3 separate regions of the Mus musculus genome follow, and all the other regions are linked to region 3. A link is a contact called in public HiCAR-type and HiChIP or PLAC-seq data. All regions are on one chromosome and are shown on one strand. Each heading gives the region's core, a stretch centred on a gene start, on an enhancer-like site or on the middle of the called end of the contact. The rest is flanking DNA. Distances are from core to core; before and after follow the strand shown.

The links. HiCAR-type assays count read pairs that join an accessible place to other places. HiChIP or PLAC-seq counts read pairs in DNA pulled down with a chosen protein or histone mark.
Region 1: a contact with region 3 is called in an H3K4me3 HiChIP or PLAC-seq map of embryonic forebrain, with 4 times the contacts expected there. The contact joins the promoter of Skiv2l here to the promoter of Wiz in region 3. A contact is called at or near these places in 3 of 39 promoter capture datasets (hippocampal neurons, liver and pre-B cells), 1 of 115 datasets of contacts at active chromatin or transcription factors (embryonic forebrain) and 1 of 9 other capture datasets (pancreatic islet).
Region 2: a contact with region 3 is called in a HiCAR-type map of astrocytes, with 2.3 times the contacts expected there. The contact joins the promoter of Fkbpl here to the promoter of Wiz in region 3. A contact is called at or near these places in 3 of 39 promoter capture datasets (the C10 cell line, cranial neural crest and pre-B cells) and 1 of 115 datasets of contacts at active chromatin or transcription factors (astrocytes).

The regions. Positions count from the first base shown.
Region 1 is chr17:34,848,690-34,851,459 of GRCm38.p6, reverse strand. Skiv2l (superkiller viralicidic activity 2-like (S. cerevisiae)) reads left to right here and starts at 1,256. Exons shown (of 28, transcript NM_021337.2): 1 at 1,256-1,326; 2 at 1,461-1,564. The coding sequence starts at 1,305. It overlaps Nelfe (negative elongation factor complex member E, Rdbp), which reads right to left and starts at 1,069. Exons shown (of 11, transcript NM_001045863.1): 1 at 872-1,069; 2 at 467-549. The coding sequence starts at 541.
Region 2 is chr17:34,643,457-34,646,252 of GRCm38.p6, reverse strand. It overlaps Fkbpl (FK506 binding protein-like), which reads right to left and starts at 1,439. Exons shown (of 2, transcript NM_019873.3): 1 at 1,300-1,439; 2 at 1-1,008. The coding sequence starts at 993.
Region 3 is chr17:32,386,402-32,389,220 of GRCm38.p6, reverse strand. It overlaps Wiz (widely-interspaced zinc finger motifs), which reads left to right and starts at 1,404. Exons shown (of 11, transcript NM_001372227.1): 1 at 1,404-1,648. The coding sequence starts at 1,462.

The DNA.
Region 1 (2,770 bases), core at 7-2,506, 2.5 Mb before region 3:
GACTTGACAAATGTTTTGCTGTGTAAATAGTACAGAAGCCAGAGGTGAGGCAGAGCCATTCCAGGCTACCCAAAGCCACATATTTTCAATCCAGCCTGGGCTAAGTGTGAGACCCTGTCTGAGGTGGAGTGGTGTGTCAGAGATGAGAGATTTTAAGGCCTATTAAATGCAGTTGGTTATCTAAAAGCGAAGGGAGGGAGGTAGAGCAGACAGGAGGAGCACATTTACTTGGGCATTTGATGGTTCACAAGGCTCTGGGTGGTACTGAAGCCACAGGGACGATGATAATTCCATTGGGGATGACCAGAGAAGAGGGAGGGTTCAAATAAGACTGGACGATGCTGCCAAAGCTCCACTGAGAGGTCCCCTTCCGGTAGGAGGCAGGAGGACTCCCATGGCCTTACAGTCAGCCCAGGTGTCCCCAGAGTCTGGAGAAGCCGGGCCACCACGCTTAACTAACTCCTACCTTCTTCTTGAGTTTGTTGAACTTCTTCTGCAGTGCCTCTTCCTCTTCACTCAGCCCCGGAGGTATCACCAACATGTTGGCTCCTGGTTCAAGGGCAGAACCCAAGACATCATTCTCTACTGTCACCATTCAAAATTCACACGTCGTCCAACTTGCGTCCATCCTGTATGCACCCCAACCTCCAGGCCCGCCTACTCCAGCCTCTGGCCTTTCCCTAACCCCTCGTTCCTCCGAGGCTGCTTGTCCAGCCTCCTGTTTATGGTAATCAACCGGCATTCCCGCCTATGTCCAAGGTCCAGACACTAGAGCCTTGGGGTACCTCAGCCCGGAGAAGGGAAAGCACTCCCTGCGACGCCAAGGCGATGGCTCCCGACCCCCATGCCCAATGGGGTTAGGTCAGCCAACCTCGGGGTCCGATGGGCAGAGAAGGCGGCCGGGCCCGCGTAGCGCTATCTGGGCAACCAGAGGAGGAGGAAGAAGAACCAGGGGCCGCGCGGGGAAGGCGCGAAAGATGTGAGACGAAGCCCTCACCTGAGGGGGCGGCGCCCGGGCCCGCGGTCTCCGGCGCCGCCGCGCGGGCTACTGCGCGCTGGCTCGCGGCGATGACGTAAAGGGGCGGGACACGCGGTAACCAAGGCGGCGAGTCGCAGTGACTTCCGCCCGGCCTTGCCCGGCTCCGAGTCAGGCTTCGGCGCCGCTCTCGCCCACGCTCCCGGCGGGGAGTGGTGGAGGAGGGGGCGTGTCGGAAGTAATTTCAACTTCCGCCCTTCTCGGGGCGGGGCCGGCTCCGTGGTTACTCTGAGTTTCCGGGCTGCTCGGGAGCTGCCGCGGCTCCAGGATGATGGAGACGGAGCGACTCGGTGAGGGGGAGGGGAGGAGAGTGGACGGGAGAGGAGAGGAGAGGAGGGGAGGGGAGGGAGGGGGGTCCGCGGAAAGGACTAGTTAGTAGACAGGAATGACTTGTGGCTTTTAACCTGTGACCTTTCCCTTGTAGTTCTGCCTCCCCTAGATCCCCTGAACTTACCCCTTCGAGCTCTGGAAGTGGGGTGCACTGGCCGTTGGGAGCTGCTGAACGTGCCAGGGCCTCCAGAGAGCACTGTGAGTGACTTTTGACCCTCACCTTTGACCTATGAGCCTAAAAGAAATTCCACCCTGCTCACAGGAGGATGTAGCTTGACACTGTCATCTTGGCCTCCGGCTCATGCTGGACAGATCCCACTCTACTGGAACTCCAGTAGGTCGGAGCGGGGAGTGCTGGAGACGCGAGCTCTCAGAGCTGCCCCTTCACCTGTATCTTTCCTCCTAGGAGGTTCCTTCTCTCTGCATAGCTCAGAGCACTTGGCTCTTTTAAACTGAAGCCTGGCGTGGCTCACACCCTTATTCCCAGCACTTGGGAGGTGGAGGCAGGCAGATCTCTTGAATTGGAGGCCAGTTTGATCTACATACCAAGTTCTAGGCCAGCCAGGGCTATGTAGTGAGATCTCATCCCCAAAACAGAAAGAAAAGAAGCAGAAAATTTAAGACTGGCAGAATGACTTATTAGCCCAGAGATTCTCCACCTTTGATTCACTACCCATTTGAGGGTGGAATGACCCTTTGACAGGGGTCACATCACATATCAGATATCCTGCACACCAGACATTTACATTAAGATTCATAACAGTAACAGAATTACAGTTAATAAGTAGCAACACAATTATTTTTCGGTTGTGGTCAGCACAACAGGAGAACCGGTGCATTAAAAGGTGGCAGCATTTGAGAAGGTTGAGAATCACTGGCTTAGCCTATTAAAGCGCTTGCCCATGCAAGTCTGATGAGACACACGTAAAGGCAGCGAGAGAGCCAGCTCCACAATGTGGTCTTCTGACTGCCATGTGTGCATGCGTGTACCCATGTCCACCCATTACACACAGACCTATACATACTAACACATACTACTACAAATAATAAGAATTCTAAAATGCGAATTCTCAGTTGAGCACATAGCTCACTTGGTATAGCGCTTGCTCAGCATACACAAAGCCCTGGTTTTGATCCCTGGCTCTGCATGATAGTCAGGTGTTGGTAGCTCATGCTTGTCACCCCCTCACTTGAGAGGGGGAGGGATATGTGTACACACACACACACACACATCAAGTTGGATGCAAACATGGGTTTCATGAGAGCCTCTCTCAAAATAAGAATGCAGATTGCTGTGTCTGGCCTCTGTGTGTCTGAAATCAGTGATTTACCTTAGTTGGTATCCTGGGACATCTACCATTGGATCTGAACACAAGTTCCATCGCCTCTTTTGTCTACACGCTA
Region 2 (2,796 bases), core at 190-2,689, 2.3 Mb before region 3:
TCCCTGAATGACCACCTTCCCCAGCTCCTCTTTCGCTGCACGGTTTTTGGGATCTACTGCTAGCACTTTCTTGAAATCAGCAGTGGCTTTTTCCAAGTCCCCGAGGGCAGCCCGAGCAACCCCCCTTCGGTATAAGGCCTTTAAATGGCCCGGCTCCCGCTCCAGCACTCGGTCACAGCTCTGGGCTGCCAACTGGGGGTGTCCTAGCAGCAACTGGCAGGCAGCCAGATTGGCATAAAGGGTAGTTCGTTCGGGAGGGCCGGGTGGGGGCAACGTCAGCAGCAGTCGGAGAGCCCGTCCATAGCATCGGGCAGCCCCTTGAGGGTTCCCAGCTCGAAACAGTTCTGTACCCCTTCTGTGTTCTTCTTTGGCCAGAGCCTCCTTCTCCATAGCCTCCATCTCCCAGGAGTCCCGGCCATTGGTGAAGGAATCCAGTCTGAGTTTAGCAAGAGGTGCAGAGGATCCAGGAAGGTGAATCTTTGCCTCCTCACCTTGACGCATAGACTCCAGGCATTTTTCCATGAGTTCCCCCCACATTTTTTCCCTCCATTGTCCTATGCCTATGGTTAGTTCTGTCCAGCCCTCTGGCATCCCAGATCCAAAAGGAAATCCCAAAGCCAACACTTGGCATTTGGAGCCTAGCTTGGGTTTGTCTAAGCCATGGCCAGGGACTATGATCTTCTTTACAAAACTCCCATCAGGACAGTACCAAAGATCAGAAGCTTGGAGGTGCTCTGCCATCTCATTGGTTGAGACTTGAAATTGATCAGAGTCACCTTCAAATCCAGCCACGGGATGTTCAATCTCTTGAGTCTCTACAATTTGATTGGCTGGATCCGGTCTCACTCCCACCTTCAGGGCTTCAGGGAGAAGACCTGGGGACCGCTGCCTAAACGGAATGGCTGTATTTAAGATTTGCTGGGCGTTCTCTTCCCGCTGCTGCGGCTGAGCGGTGTTCTTCTCGTTCATTGGGCTGATAGGTGAGGTCTCCATTGGATCTCCTGATCCCTTCCACAACAGATAAAGGAAAGAACAGTTTAGTCTGGAAAGTGATGGGTCAAGTGTAGTTCAGACCTGAGCAGGTGAAAAAAACAAACAAACAAACAAACAAAAAACCGAAACCATGTAAATTCCAGAATTCCTAGTTAAGACTCCTCGTAGTGCTAAAAGTTTCTCCTTTTTTTCCCCCCTTCCCAAGCTAGAATCCACCCAGGTCTAGTTTAGAACTATAAATTCTGTAATTCCCCATGGTTCGGGTAGTCGCCCCAACTATGGGCACTTGACCGGGTCAAAAAGTACCTGAGAGACCAAGGAGCATAGCAGGACGGCCTAAGTCACAGTTGTTGCATTGTGTATGATGTTGAGGCCTGGAAGGGCAGCCTGGGAGCAGCTGAGAGTCTCTATCAGCTCTCGAGCCCTCAGAGACGGAGAAGCTAGTCCCTAACACGACGGCCAATCAGGAGCACGAAGAGGTTCCTTGTCCCGCCTCTATGGTGACGCCATTTCCCTAGCAACCGTGAAGCGCCATACCTTAGCAACCGGACTAGACCTAAGCAATAGAATTAGCCAAATCGAACCGAGGTTGACAAAGATCTGGCTGACTGGTTTAGTCAAAATGTAAAAAGGCCAGAAATGGGAAACTTGGGCTGAGGAAGAGAGAGCAGTGGTAGAGAGCTTTACCAAGCATGCGTAAAGACCCTAAGTTCGAGCTTCAGTTCAAATGTAAAGGCTGAGATTTTAGCTGCTTTCAGACCCTCCCCTGTTATTATACCCAAATTCAGAGATCTTAGCTGAAATCAACCCCTGTCCATTTTGGCTCATCCTTGATTGACTTTTGCCACATATCCATCATTGCCCTTCAACTGAGCCCCCTGATCCAGAATCGTAGTGTTTTTCAAACTCGAATGAGCATGTCCATCATGAGAAAATATATTAAATTGCAGACCTGGATTTCGAAACTCTCAGATGGAGCCTGCGATTCTTGGATAGTGCTCCAGCCCGCTAGCAGTGTGATCCCTCAGTGACCTCATTCCGCACCAGCTTAGTTTGTCCTATATATTTCGTGTGTAACTGGTATCCCATGCTCCAGTGAGAGGAGCGGCAGAGAACAGCTCTCCTCCTCCCTACAGAAGGTGTAGATAGATCCCGTTTGTGACTCAGCCTTGCTGGGCAAACTGCCTGCACCGGCTGGACCAGCACAGTTCTTCCGGGAACGAGAACCCCTTATTATCTAAGCACCTTACTTTGGCATATGTTGTTCTTGGTGTTATTGACAGGGTCATGTGTATCCCTTGCTGGCCTGGAACTCTATGTAGAAGAGGATGCTGGGACCACGGGCATGCCCCACTGTGCCTGATTTATGTGGTACTGTGGATCACACCCAGAGCTTCATTGATGATACAGGGTAAAAGAAATACTGACAAGCTTTACACTGATTAGAATATAAAAAGAATACGTGTACTAACAAACGTCCTCGGAGATATTAAATAAATAATTAAACCAAGAGGCTCTGACCCAACTCTTACTTAAACATACATAGCCTACAAACGAGCTTTGCGTAGCAGTTTAGGAAGACAAGTAAATAGTTACACACCTGAATTCATTGAAATCTAAGTGTCTTTTGCCCTTTGGAGCCACTTGTTTGTCGGAAACTCTCCTCTTACCAGGCTTTGCTAACCTGCCTTGGAAAAGTGACCTTGGGCTTCAACTTGCTCAGAAAGTGAAGTTGGTTTAAGGATAATAGAAACTGCTGGGCTTCCTAATGACACAGAAAAGTGTAGCCAGGAGATCAGGAAG
Region 3 (2,819 bases), core at 155-2,654:
GGAGCTGGAGCAGGGAGGGGAGGCCTGGGCCCGGTCGGGCCGGGCGGGACCCCCTGGGGCGGGGGAGGGGCGGGGCCTGCAGGGGCGGGGCCTGCAGGGGGCGGGGCTGTACAGGTGGGGGGAGGATCGGGGGTCTCGAGGCAGGTGTCTCCCCCCCCACCTCAGCTCGTCCCGCGGGGTCTCCCGCCCCGAGGTGCACGGGCGAAGGGCGCATCCTGGGGACCCTGGCTTCCCCGCAGGGTGCGTCCGCGCAGCGCCGCCCCTACCTCTGCGACCCCTGCGGGAGGTGGGGTAGGGAACGACCATCTGGACTGGAGCCCCCTCCCCAAGCTGCCAAAGTGCTCCGAAGTTGCGGTCCTGCCCGATCCCCGCCAGCAGTGCCTACCCGAGTGGGCACCCGCAGGTGCTTTCTCCAGGCCTGGGCAGGGACCCCTCCAGCCAAGACTGTCAACCCACCCTGTGTAGGGCCCCCCGGGAGCGCCCAGGCCCTCGAGGGCAACGCCTGCTACCAGGCCTGGAGCCCCGGCCCCGCCCCGGTTGCCTGGGCCGGGCCTCACCACCATCTCCCTGGGGAGAGCGCCTCATTCCTGCCCTTCACTTTCTGCTCTACCTTGAAGGTATTTATAGGTGGAGAGGACAATCGCCCTCCTCCCCCCCAGGGTCCTTATTTCTGAAACAGGAGCCCCATCGGTCCTTTTCATCCTCGGGCCAGAACAACCAATATCGGTGGAGGATGCAAGCAATACTATTGGAAGGTGGCAGGGTGGAGGAGCCCAGGCTTGGTATGCATGAGAGATCATGCTAAGAGAAGGGAAAGGGTTAATGGTGGGGTCACTTGAGCGTGTGGAGAGGCTAAGGGGTTAATAACCCTACATTCCTGGGTAGGGAGAAGGATGTGAATGTTGGAAAAGTGTAGGGGTAATTGATACGGGGCAACAGAAGTGAGTAAAGTATAAGGGCAAAGATGGGGGCCCTCGAGACCCTGCACTGGGGAGAGAGCGGGGACCCTGGAAACTGGAGGCATGGCTGTAGGTTATGCAGTCACAGGAAAGCAGCTGGACACGGTGAAGCTGTGAGTGAGCCATGGGAGGAATAGGTGGAGGTGGAAGGAGTGATGAGGGAGGGCTGAGGTGACTGAATGTGCGTGTGTAACTGTGGTGAATGGAGGCTGTGAAGAAGCTGGGGAAAGAGAACGCTTTAGTGTACTGAGACTCGCTCCCAGTAGAGGTGATTGGATTATAATAGGAGTGAATGGAACCTCAACACCACTTAACCCCTCACTTCAACTAAGAGACAAACTGAGGCCATAGGCTTTGAAGGAGAGGACTAGGGTTCTGAGAGAGGGGAGAACAAACAGAATTCTCTTCTTACTCTCTTAAGGTCTTCCTTGTCTTTGTCTCCAGGCCCACAATGTCCTGCTGAACCTGCCAGGTACTGAGTGAAGATTCACGGCTGGCACCCATGGAGGGGTTACTGGCAGGTGGCCTGGCTGCCCCGGATCATCCTCGAGGCCCCGCTCCAAGAGAGGACATCGAGAGTGGGGCTGAGGCTGCTGAGGGGGAAGGTGATATCTTTCCATCTTCTCATTACCTGCCAATCACCAAAGAAGGCCCTCGAGACATTCTGGATGGCAGAAGTGGCATTTCTGGTAAGAGGGCTCTGTGGCCCTAAAGAAGCTTCCCACTTGGTCCCCCAGGCCCAGAGAGAGTCAGGTCACCCCACCCAGCAGGGGCTGAGTTGCAATTGGAATTCTGTTCGATGCACATAGCCTCCTTTAGTGCTCCACGTACCGCTTTTCAGTTTGCCCTTATGAAAACAGATGTCTTGGGAGCCCATGACTGGATGTAAGAAACTGGGATTCATACTTGTAGTGTCCTGGCTTTCCTCTCTAAGCTGGACACCAGCTGTATCCAAATCCCATGTCAGTACCCTGAGCTCTTTGCCCAAAGCCCACTTGTTCCTTCTTGCAGTCTTGATGGAGTGGAGCTCCTGAGCGAGTGCCCTCTAGTGGTAAGGTAAAGTCTGGGGAGATTCGAGTTGCCTCTTTCCATCTTGATTTACCCCATACAAGGCTAGCTCACACTGTCCCCACCTCACAATTTGTTGTTCGTTTATTAAACACTGAGCACCTGCTGTGCCACTTTCTGTTCTGGGTGCTGGGGAAATAATCATAAAGAGACAAAAGTCCCTGTCCTCCAGGGGTTGGCATTCCAGAAGGGAAGGTGGACAAGGAACGACTGAGCAGATGTCATAAGGGCAGGTTATGCAGGCTATGCAGATATTAAACTGAGTGCCAGGACCATGGCTGGGCGCTCCAGGAAAAGCCACCTGACACAGTGGTGTTTGAGGCACAGCACAGAATGAGTGGTGGGACGTGCCCAGCAGGTGGCGGGACAGCATGGGCAAAGGCCCTGCAGAGGGGAGGAGCCTGGTATGTTTAAGGACTTAACAGGAATCTGGTGTGGCTGGTCCCCCAAAACTTGGCCTTCTAATAAATTCCGAGCACCTCTTCTGTGGTTCCTACATGCCAAGTTCTTTGTCTTCTCAATTCACATCATACTTAGAACCTTTGTCGGAAGAGCCTCCGTTATTTAGTATCTCATGTTAGGAATGGGAAATTCAAAACCCTGAGGGGTGAAGTCAGTAGTGTGGCCTTACACCCCTCTTCCTTCTTTGTTTTATTCTGTTCTTTATAGAACTGGGGATTGCACGTAGGCCCTTGCACATACTCTGCAAAAGCTGTTCCATTGAGTTCTGCCCCAGCCCTCCTCTTTAGTTTTTTGGGTTTTTTGTTTTTTGGTTTGTTTGGTTTTTTTGTT